Regions from separate parts of the Zea mays genome. Here region 1 is linked to region 2. The links are chromatin contacts, called in public Hi-C maps. All regions are on one chromosome and are shown on one strand. The core of a region is the stretch at or near the end of the contact, and the rest is flanking DNA. Distances in the headings are between cores, read along the strand shown. Region 1 holds the start of LOC100280894 (serine/threonine-protein kinase NAK). Region 2 holds the start of LOC100275213.

Region 1 (5,563 bases), core at 2,572-5,071, 380 kb before region 2:
GTCAGAGTCAACAATTGCAACGGCAGACCATTAAACAAGCTTTCCACAGACAGGAATTCAACATCTCTAACTAACGCAACAGATATCATGAACAGTTTCCTTGTACCCGTGGCAACATGCCACATGAGATCATCATGTGGATGGAGACATTCGACAACACAAACGCTTGCCGACATGCAGCAACACTAGGCACCCAACACTTGGCGCCAAAGGGAACAGCAGAGACATTTGACGTACGGGCGGGGGTGAACAGAAACTGGGAAACGGAGTTTATTGCATTATGAGGTTACAAGGCCCACTCGGCACGCTGCTTCCACCCAATTCGAGCACAAAAAAAAGGTATCTACAACCTGGTCCTATTTACAATTCATCCTGTTCTGCTTTACTCCAGACCCAAGGGCACTACATATGAGGCCACTTGTCTTACAATACAGAACACAGCTAAAAACCGCTACACTACTAACAAAGAAACAAATAAATCCAAGAAAAGGAAATAAAGGAACAATATGGACAATCAAAAGCCTTCGACGCTAGACCTTCGCATAATAGGTGGTGTTTTCTTTATAGAACTTACACTCGGATCGTCCAGGGTAGAAGAGCATGCCCTTGGATGAAACAAGGCAGATGTCGACGACCTTGGTGAAATCAAGTGCTGGTTATGTGAAGGCGGCGATGGAGAGAAGGTTATGACAGGATGGTGAGGCACAATCCCATTGAGGGATGTAGATTTCAACATCACTTTTCTTGGTGCAGCAGAAGGTTCTTGCAGAGGATATCTGCACGGAACCTTTATTTCCTGGACTCTTGCTAGGGCCTCCACAACATCCCTCATGGTAGGCCTCTCCGATGGATCCTTACGCAGGCATTTCAAAATGATGTCTGCTACTATCCGAGCAGCCTTAGTGGGAAAGCGCCCTTTTATACGGGAGTCCATGATAAGAGACAAGCGACTGTCATCAGTAAGGAAAGGCCTACTCCAGTTGACAATATTGCGTTCTTCTTTGGAATAATTGGGATCAAGGTTCTTCCTTCCAGTTATTAGCTCCAGTAACACGACTCCAAAGCTCCAGACGTTGCTCTTGGGAGTGAGTAAACCCTTCTCCAAGGTCTCCACCGAAAGGTTTGCTGCAGACTGAAGAAAACAGATCTTTAGTGAACAACATGACGTCGATTAATTAACAGGTATGATGCAGGTTTTATATCACAATATTATACATATATTCTTGTTAACTGCACCCAATGTTACTTATAACAAAATAAAATATGTAAGAGAACCCACGCAAAATTGTAGTGTTGATGATACTACTATACTATTGGAAGTCTGGAACCATGAAAAGAAACGAGGCATAAGTTGTGCTGGACAACATAAACTTCTAAATTGCACTCATATAAGAACATACCACAGGTGCATTAGATATCTCCTCGGTATTGAAGCCAACACAACCATATCCTGAAAGCTTAGCAGTGAAACCTTTATCTATTTGGATGTTCAAAGTTGAGAACTCGCTGTACATGGCCTGAAAAACAAATGGAAATATAAATACAAGTTAAGTCAGCGGCTCGGTATTAAAAGCACACCTTTTGTGTGATGCCATAGCCCATAAGACCATAAATCAAGTAGCATGATCACCTGAAAGGGTCCTTCATCATGCAAGAAAGCTAGACCTCTGGCAGCACCCAGGGCAACCTTCAAACGTTTAGACCAGTCCATGAAACGACCATCTGATCTTCCAAAGAGTAGCTTATCTAAGCTTCCATGATAAAGCCGTTCATAGACCAACATCCTTTCATTAGAATCTTCTTTTGCATAATAGCCAATCAGTTTACATAAATTGGGATGCTGAAGCGATGCCAATGTGGTCGCTTGCGTTTTAAACTCCTTCAAACTCTGCAGGTGACAAACAATATATCAATATGTTACATCAGCAGAATAATGAGCTAGATAGTAAATATACAACTTAATACATAAAACTTGATTGACACATCAGCAGACCAGCCTACTGTAGAACACGTAATAATGTCCAATTGATCATTTAGAATTTTTAAGTTATAACAACCATTTCAAGTTAGCTCTGCATTTACTCCAAAATATTTCCTGAGTGGGTTATTAGACCAAAGTTCTCTACATCAAGGAAAGGCACACATTTAAACCTACATGCAATAGAAGGCATGAGATCTCAAAAACCAATCCAAAACAAACATTAACCAGGCCTGGGGTAACATAAGAAATGACTGGAGACAAAACAAAGAACAAATGAGAAAGAGTACATAAAGCATCTTGTAGTAAATAGTAAAGGCAAGATCAACTACATGATTGCTTCAGAAACTTGTTACCTAACCTCACACCTGCTGCGGTCCTAATTAGCATTCAAAAAATGTAATGGTATATTAATTATGGGGCTAGCCTAGCATATGTCAGCACAGTAGGCATTTGACCACATGCCCACAAAATGAATCTTATACTCTAGCCTGAATTCAGATCCTTAACAGAATAATTAATGATGCAAAATTACAGAATGGTATGTCCATGAAGTATGAAACTATGTCATAAATACAGCAGACACATGTTTGAAGATCAATGGCTGAGAAAGGTACCTGAGTGGAGGGGAGTAATCGAGCTACTGTTGCTTCAGTGGTCCTCGTATCAATAAATTCATCTCTAAATGTTGCCTTGTATGATGTTGAACCAAGTGTTTCTGAAACACACTGATCACTAGAAAATCGTTGGCAGGCAGATGAAATCTCCTCATAAGAGAAGATTCTAAGTCCATCACATTTCTTTAGAGGCAATGGGAGAGGGCCAGACATCTCCAATGGCCCGCTTACGTTGCTGGCTTTGAAGCTACCAGAGTTCCTAAAAGAATGTCCTTCGCGTGAAGGAAGAGGAAGGGGCAAAGGATTTGAAAAGCGATGCCCCTTTGTCAAACCTTCCTTATCCCTGGAGTCATCTTGATCTCGGTATTCCGAATATGGAAAGCCAAACTGATCAACCACAATAAGGGCTGATGGAGCAGACAGCACGCGAGCCCTGCTGTTTCTGTTTGAAACTTCATTTGATGACTCGGATATCTTGACCCTGTTCCTAAAACTAGGAGGAGCTGATTGCAAAGATGGCACATGAACTTCTGGCTCCGGAAGTCTAGAGGACGTACTTTCCCTTGCATCAACTGATTTCTTGCTTGGGACAAGAGGATTATCAAAATGGCTTTTCTTCTTCTTGGATCTGAGAACAGTGAAGCAACCCATCATTGGCACAGCTGAGAAAATTCCTGCATAATTTTTAAAAAAATCGAAATGTTATCACATATTGGAAAAAAATAAACAGATCCGTGTTACCCTAACATACTTAGTCAATTTAAACACAAAACTTATGCTATGTATCAGGTATGACATCTACTGAAGCAAAATCCTGAACAACAGACAATGCAAAATGCGTCAAGTTATTACAGATGAAAATTCCTAGCTGAATAATCACACTTCGAAAGTGAACCCATCACCAGCAAAGTAGAGACAGGATGGACCCAGTAAAAGGAAACGGATGAACACATCTACACCCCCGGGTATTTTTTTCAAAACAATCGAAGTAAGTAGGACCTGTAATTAGATCAGATCCGAATACAAATAGTAAGTTAGGGTTTGGGTGCTCGGTTTCGCACAGCGGGAGGGGAAAGTGGCGTCCGTACCTGGTGGTGAACGTCGTCGGCGAAGGGCTCGAACATACAGCTGCGACCGTTGCCCAGTCGTCGCCAAGAGAGACAGGAGGGAGCGCACGCCGGGGGAGGGGGGATTGGAAGAACAAGCAGGAATGGAACGGATGGGAGTATATATAAGCAGATCGGGTCTGCGACTGCGATGTCTTAGTAGTAAATAGTAGTGATTGTCTTCTCATCTATTGTCGTATCTACAATATAAAACAGTATTTTAGATGACTTATATAAATTAACTGCTAGACACAGTCTAATATAATTGGTCAAAGTAACAAGTAATGATATATTTAGATTTTATGTGCTACTGAACTTCAGCAGGGTGTTAAATTTTAGCAGTGATAAAGAATAGACTAAAGTTTAGCATTTTACTTCTATTTGATAGGGGTGCTAAAGAAAAGGAAGAGAACGTTATTGGTTTAGGGAACATTTTTAGCACACTTTAGCACTAAAGAAAGAGCTAATATGCTAATAGATGCTAAACTTTAGCATTGTCATTTTAGTATGTCTGATTAGTTTCATATATTCTAAACATTAGTAAAAGTATATTATGCTAAACTTTAGCTCTGTGAAAACAAACAGTTTCTTACGAAGGTAACGAGGGCGAGGAAAAGTAAACGAAGGTTAAAAGAGCAAATAGAAGAAAAGCCGCCCGGTCAAAAATAGAACGATATTACGAGATAGCTTTTTATATTTCACTCCATTAATCTCTATTATATTAAAGCATTAGTTTCAACGGTCGTTCCGTGTCAATATTTTTCAAAAAAACCTTATATTTCTTTAGAATCAACCTGCACTCTAATAATCTCTTCTCTAACACTATAATAGAAGAGTTTATGTAAAAAATAAGGTAAAATTATGTATAAGTGAATGTTTGAAGCTTAGTTGTTGGCTTCACATTCACACCCAACTAATCAATAGAAAACATATGTTTTGTGCTTTATTAAAACAAAATTTATAATACGTTATATATAAAAACTGTAGCAATGCACGGGCATATGACTAGTTATATTTTAAGTTTCTCTTAATCTAATCTTAGGATTTAAATGTCATAGAGTTTGTATCAAATTACTAGAAATTAAAAAAAGAAAATGTACACTACCAACTACCAAGCAGAATTGACAAGCAGGGAGATCGTAATTTCTAGAGTAATTCTTTCTCTCTGTTGTCAAATAAGATGGAGAAGGATAATATCATAATAATGTATGGCGGATTAAAACGGCATCATATATAATTTGGCAAGGTTTTGTGGAGAAAAATACAAAGGCAACGCGTCCAAATTTCTTGTCACACCAAGACACCATAACTACTAAACATATCTGCTGCGTGCTACAACCATGGTGTCATGAGCTGCCGACCTGCCATGGCAACAAAAATGACTCATGATATACTACCAAATACTCCCTCCATCTTATTATTAATTTATAATTCATTTGACATTTTTTGTCTCAAGTTTAACCGGTCCGACTTAATTATTTTTTGCATAAAAATAAAATAAATCAAAGACATACTTAATTCTAGTAAAAATTAATAATAATTGCGAGACTTTTTAAATAAGATGAGTCGGTCAAACTTGGATTAAAAAGTCAAACAAATTATAAATTGAAACAAAAGGAGTACTATTTTTCCTTTTGTGTAATCTAAGCCCTAGCTATTTGGATTGGGGCAAGTTATAAGAATCTCTTTCCACCCAAATATATTAGATTATATTGTAAATCATGAGACACTGGCATGTAAATCTTGAAATTGCCATAATCCATGAGGAGTATTTTTCTTAGTATATTGATATTTCTAAGTATATAATTGAACTAATCAGCGTCAAGTAAAAAAACGGAGGTAGTATTATCAATGAGGAGTAT
Region 2 (5,232 bases), core at 1,893-4,392:
GCGCCATGTTGCAGTGTCCTCGGGCCCGGCGATGAGCAGGTGGCGGCGACAGGTGTAGGCTCTAGCGGCGACGAGAACGGCGTTCGGCGAGGGCAGCTGCAGACTGGAACGATGTCGGCGTCGACTCCAATGGTGGCTTCGTGGTCCTTCTACGAGAAGCCAATGAGTCTGGTCTGTTTGCCGTTTGGGGAAGAAGGAGAGCGGGGGGTTTTTGCAAGAAATAATCCACATCACATGACAGGCTGCGGGGGGTTAAGTGTTAAAGTAACGGTGACCATCGGATCGTGGTTGGAGGGACAGGATGGGAGATGTGCATATGTGCACAGCCGTAGGCATGTGCATAAGATACGCTGCCTTCATCTTTTGCCTCCCTTTGCCGTCCAGCTCACCATGCGTGCCTCGGTGCCTGTGCTCCGGTTCTATATGTTATTTCGCGGTCGTATTATTCTAAATTTTTATTTTAAGGATTGGTTTGGGAACAATATTTTTCTAAAAAAGTCATATTTTTTAAATAGAAAATGAACTAATTTTTCTAGAGAAAATAAAAATTTCTTTAGAAAATAGGGTTCCCGAACTAACCCTAAATAGATATTCTATCCTTATCATATACCACAATTCTTTACAATCATACTTATTACTCTGTACCTTAACTAGCATCGCGGTCTCCGGACCACTCTTAGCCAATCATAGACCAAAATGCCACATCGGAGAGAGATTTAGAGTACAACTGTAAAGACTCTATATATGACGTTCTTGCTGTCTTCCATGCGTTTAGGGTGTCCGTCGAGGTACTCCTGCAGTAGTTTCTTACTCCATATGTAGTTATATCCTCATAGCGTGTTGTTTAGAGTTCCCCAATGCGGACATTAGGGTATGTGCAACCCCGAGACTTGTTGAGTTTTCTAAGTATAAAAGACAGTTAAGAGTCTGTATAATACAAACCTGAGACACTGTATCATAAATAAAGCTAAGAGACAATATATAGAAAGTCAGGAAAAGACGGACACTTCGCGAAGAGCTTATCTCTTGTATTTTTTTTCTTCAGATAACCGTTTAGATACCCACTCAAGAAACCACAAATTAAATGATGTTGTACATGCTCTTACCACTTTACCAGTGTTGTGCGATACATATAGTTCATTTAATTTCTTCTTGGTCGTTGCCAACTGCCATTCCAGTGTAACAGTGCTCCATCGGATCGGAGGCTGTTTAATTAGCAACAAAATATTCTTAGCCTCTCGCCATTAATCTCTAAGAAACACCACAACTTCACAAAAACAGTATGCATTGCTTCACAGTATCCTCTGAGCCCTGACGGTACGGTGTCCGTCCTTTCTTGTGTCGAAATTATATGGGCTTTGCCTCGTGTTTCTCCTAATAACCCATAAAACAGAATTTTTAAAAAGGTCTACTTATACATGAGTTTAATTAGCATTTGTTTTAAGAATTACAAAAACAGTGTGCACATTGAAGCAAAGGGTAGGGCCAAAAATGAACCGAGCTCGGGTCGGTGTAGCTCGGTCATATAGCGAGCTGAGAAATTAGGTTTGGCTTAGACTCGTTCAGGCTCGCTATCCGATCGCGAGCCATCAAACTAAGTCTCATTTAGAACATAAATTGTATATTTTTATTGTATATAAAATAAAAAATATATGTACCAAAAATTTATCAACATATTTTAAACTACGTATATAGCATTGGGTCCATAAAAATAAAAAAAACATAGCACTGTATGATTAGTCTGGCCCAGGTGAGCTCGAGCGAACCTCCAGCTGTTTTTTTCCCCTGCCATCTCTTCTCAGCCCCCACTCCCCACACAGCAGTTCACGATAAGACAGAAAAAGGACCGGCAACTGTTCGCCGGCGGGGCGTTGTGTGACGTTGATTCGATCACAAGGGCCCTGCGGGAGACCAACGAAAGGCCATGATTGTTTCAGCATCGATGCTGCTGAATGCTACGACGATCTCTGATGGGGGATGGAGTCAATCAAGCGGAGACATTGCTACGAGGCAGGCCATCATGGAGATTGTGGCAACTGAGGCCCACCTGCCCAAATGTTTTCCGTGTGACCCCCCTCGCTCACTCATCAGCAAGCTTAGCATATATGCACAACTGTTCATTAATCAATACATTGAAAAAGGCTGCACGCAGCCCGTGTTCTTTTGATCCGGAAGGTCAGAGGTATTAGCAATCAGTGTCCGGCATCCAGACACTACGTACGCACGAGTAATTGGAGATCCTAGATTAGAATAAACCACCTAGAGAGCTTGATGCTTTCTAGAGCTGAACTCATCCAGGTTAAAAGCAAAGCCAGGACTTCTCGGGGCTCTATGTCAGATTGTCAGTGTTGCACCTTGTACTGATCGGGAGACAGCCAGGCCAAGCAAAGTAGATAAACAAACCATGTCTACGATTGAGGCATTGATGGTACCGCGCACGGTGCACATGGTTACTTTCAAGCTAGCTAATGCAAGGCGCTATGCACTAATGTCCCCTTCCAGAGAATCATGTGCCCTGTTAATTGGCTTGGCTCAATGCTCTCTAGGGGCAACAACCGATGTTTATATATTGCTGATATATGCAGTTATAGAGAAGAGAGAAAATATGGATATACATGGATAAGATCGTAATTCACAACTAACCCACCATAAATCACAGTAGGGAGACAGAGCTCTCTCTAATATAGAAATAGACGTAACAAACTGCATTTTCATCTAATACCCTCTCAATCACAATAGAGAAACCCTAAGCCCAACACAGCTCAAGTACCTTCTTTTTCCCCTCGTTTATGCGTTATCATGCAGAGTGTTTCTGTGATCCACAAATATCCCTTTCTGTACAGTTCAGGTAAACCAGCCACGCAGCGCCCAGTCGTGAGTCACCAGATCGGGCATGCAACCAGCTTCCTTCTACTTCCTGGGCCACACGCAGCGGTTATTACAGGGAGGCAGACGCAGCGCCCTCGTCACGTCTGAACTCTGAAGCCTGAGCACGCCCACGTCGCACTGGGCCAGAATCTCCCTCTCGTTTCAGCAGGCCTGCTTTGCACCACGTAGCCTTGTTGCCACCACACAACAGCTGACGCGCCGCCGCTGCTTGCTGGTCCTCCATATAGAAAGGCCGGATCGCTGGGCGAACCTGTAAGAACCACTTTCACCTGAACTCCTGAAGCAAAAGCAATGGCCATGAGAGCGCTTCCGCTGACCCCTTCCAGGAGCTCCTCGTTTGGAGCTCACCAAACCAGGCCGAGCGGCGGCGGCCCCAGATCAGTGAGAGCTTATGCGAAGGGAGACGAGGAGGGCGACAAGCAGTCCCTCTTCGGAAGCATCACCGAGGCGCTGGACTTCTCGCAGGTCCGGTCGGAGAAGGACGCCGAGCTGCTGTACGAGGCCAGGGAGTCCACCAGAGGTGGAGGGAGGATGACGAGGGAGCAGGTGTGTATCATGCAAAGCAACTGCGGCTCGATAATGTTATGTTATCATCCGTAATCTGATTTATTTGTTGTTTGATTTGCAATGAAGTACGGAGCACTTAGGCGGAAGATTGGTGGCACCTACCAGGATTTCTTCAAGTCATATGTTGAAGGTATCTTATCTACACCTTTCCCGTGAGAATATTTAAACGCCAAGTGAACAGGCCCGTATATTGCCTACTGGTATTCAGATTAGCACTGCATCACTGAATAATCCGTGTAGTTTTTTTTGGAAACAAGTGTAGTATGATGAAAGATTGAAAGTAGTGTCCACTGAAAATATATTATCGCACACATCCTTTTTTATTCCTAACAAGAGAGAATATCAAGTTATCGACGATTGACGACCAACCAAATTGGTTTCGAATTTCAGTCGACGGGCAATACGTGGAGGAGGGTTGGGTCGACAAGACCTGCAAGATCTGCAAGAAGGACACAAGGGGGGAGCCGAGGCAGGTTGACAAGCTAGGAAGATACGCTCACGTTGCGTGCCTGGAGAACCCCAAACCGACGAACTTTTTCGCCAAAATCTTCGCCAGATGAACTATGCTGCGTCCGTCGAAAGCGTTGTCTCGCTCGCTCGTGGTTAGAGAGTACAATATATAGGTAGTGTTGTTGTGGCTTCAAAGGGGACAAGATTGTGCACAATTTTCCAAATGGATTGGTATGTACTGATGAGCATCAGCGCGTTCCATAGTTCCGACTCCCTCTTCAGTGTATTCAAGTCGACCATGAACCCACGACCCACAAAGATCAAGAACAAACTACTGAAAATATTTAGATAGTTCGACTCCTTCACGACAAGCAAATTAGTAGTACTCTGGAGCAAGGTTTTAAATAACCGGCTATAGCGGTCGATATATCCAGATATATCCATTTTAGCAGCGAAAAGTTACGCCGTTTAGCCCAATATATCCCGATATATCCAGCTATATCGCGATATATCCCGATATTTGCACTTTTTAGAAGTTTGGGGATAAACTCGTTTTCCCACTATTTAGAACACTGCTCTGGAGGTCATCTATTATTAGCTCGTGTTCCTTGTCATAATACAAGAGGAGCTTCCAACTGCAGGCTTATTTATAGAACTGTGGAGCACTTACAAAGCTATTGCGTTTTGCTTACCTAATTATGTAGTTATTTATATAATAATGTGTCTAGATGCCTCTTGCGTTGAGCATAGACAGGTACACCCTGCACCTGACGATAGTGCATCCGATCTTAAAGCCCGGCATCACTGTAAACCCAACACCGATCTTTGCTTCCTCCGCGGTCAGCCTAGCTGGTACGCTTTCCATGTGCTTCCTTTGGAACCGAACGCCGCTCTTGACGAAGAACATCTCGGCCCTTGGTTTCAAGAGGCGAGCAACCGTGAGCAATGCCCAGACAGATCTAGCCATCCTCGCAAATGTCTGGTAAAACTGCGTCCTTGGATGGCCGCCCGCCTCGACAAATGCTCTGTGGTCCAGAGTTCCCAGGAAGGATACCTCCATAGTACTTGGCACAGCAACCAGATACTTCTCCCGGCAGAATCTCCCAAAGGCGGAATTTGGTGACTCCACAAGAGCGTCGAATGGGTCCTTTGAACTCATAACACGGTAGAAGGAATCCATGGAGAAATACTCCTCTTTGGTCGCCGCCAGCATCGCCCGAGCAAAGTAGGCCTCAACGCAATACTTCCTGTGAGCCCTTTTCTCAAACACAAGGGATCTATCGGCTGGAAACTTTGAGCAGTCGAGGTCCCATCCAGCTGAAACCT

What was found. Hi-C and Micro-C count contacts between places; a contact is called where the count stands out from the background.
Region 1: a Hi-C map of leaf shows a contact between it and region 2, with 6 times the contacts expected there. The contact joins the promoter of LOC100280894 here to the promoter of LOC100275213 in region 2. A contact is called at or near these places in 2 of 25 Hi-C or Micro-C datasets (ear and leaf).

The regions. Positions count from the first base shown.
Region 1 is chr3:189,796,015-189,801,577 of Zm-B73-REFERENCE-NAM-5.0, reverse strand. LOC100280894 (serine/threonine-protein kinase NAK) reads right to left here and starts at 3,821. Exons shown (of 5, transcript NM_001371675.1): 1 at 3,684-3,821; 2 at 2,596-3,269; 3 at 1,631-1,888; 4 at 1,401-1,517; 5 at 253-1,132. The coding sequence starts at 3,249. The coding sequence ends at 515.
Region 2 is chr3:189,410,980-189,416,211 of Zm-B73-REFERENCE-NAM-5.0, reverse strand. LOC100275213 reads left to right here and starts at 3,142. Exons shown (of 3, transcript NM_001371646.1): 1 at 3,142-3,435; 2 at 3,523-3,586; 3 at 3,847-4,178. The coding sequence starts at 3,181. The coding sequence ends at 4,016. LOC103651060 (Sec1/munc18-like (SM) proteins superfamily) reads right to left here. Exons shown (of 2, transcript XM_008676657.3): 2 at 4,066-5,232. The coding sequence ends at 4,631.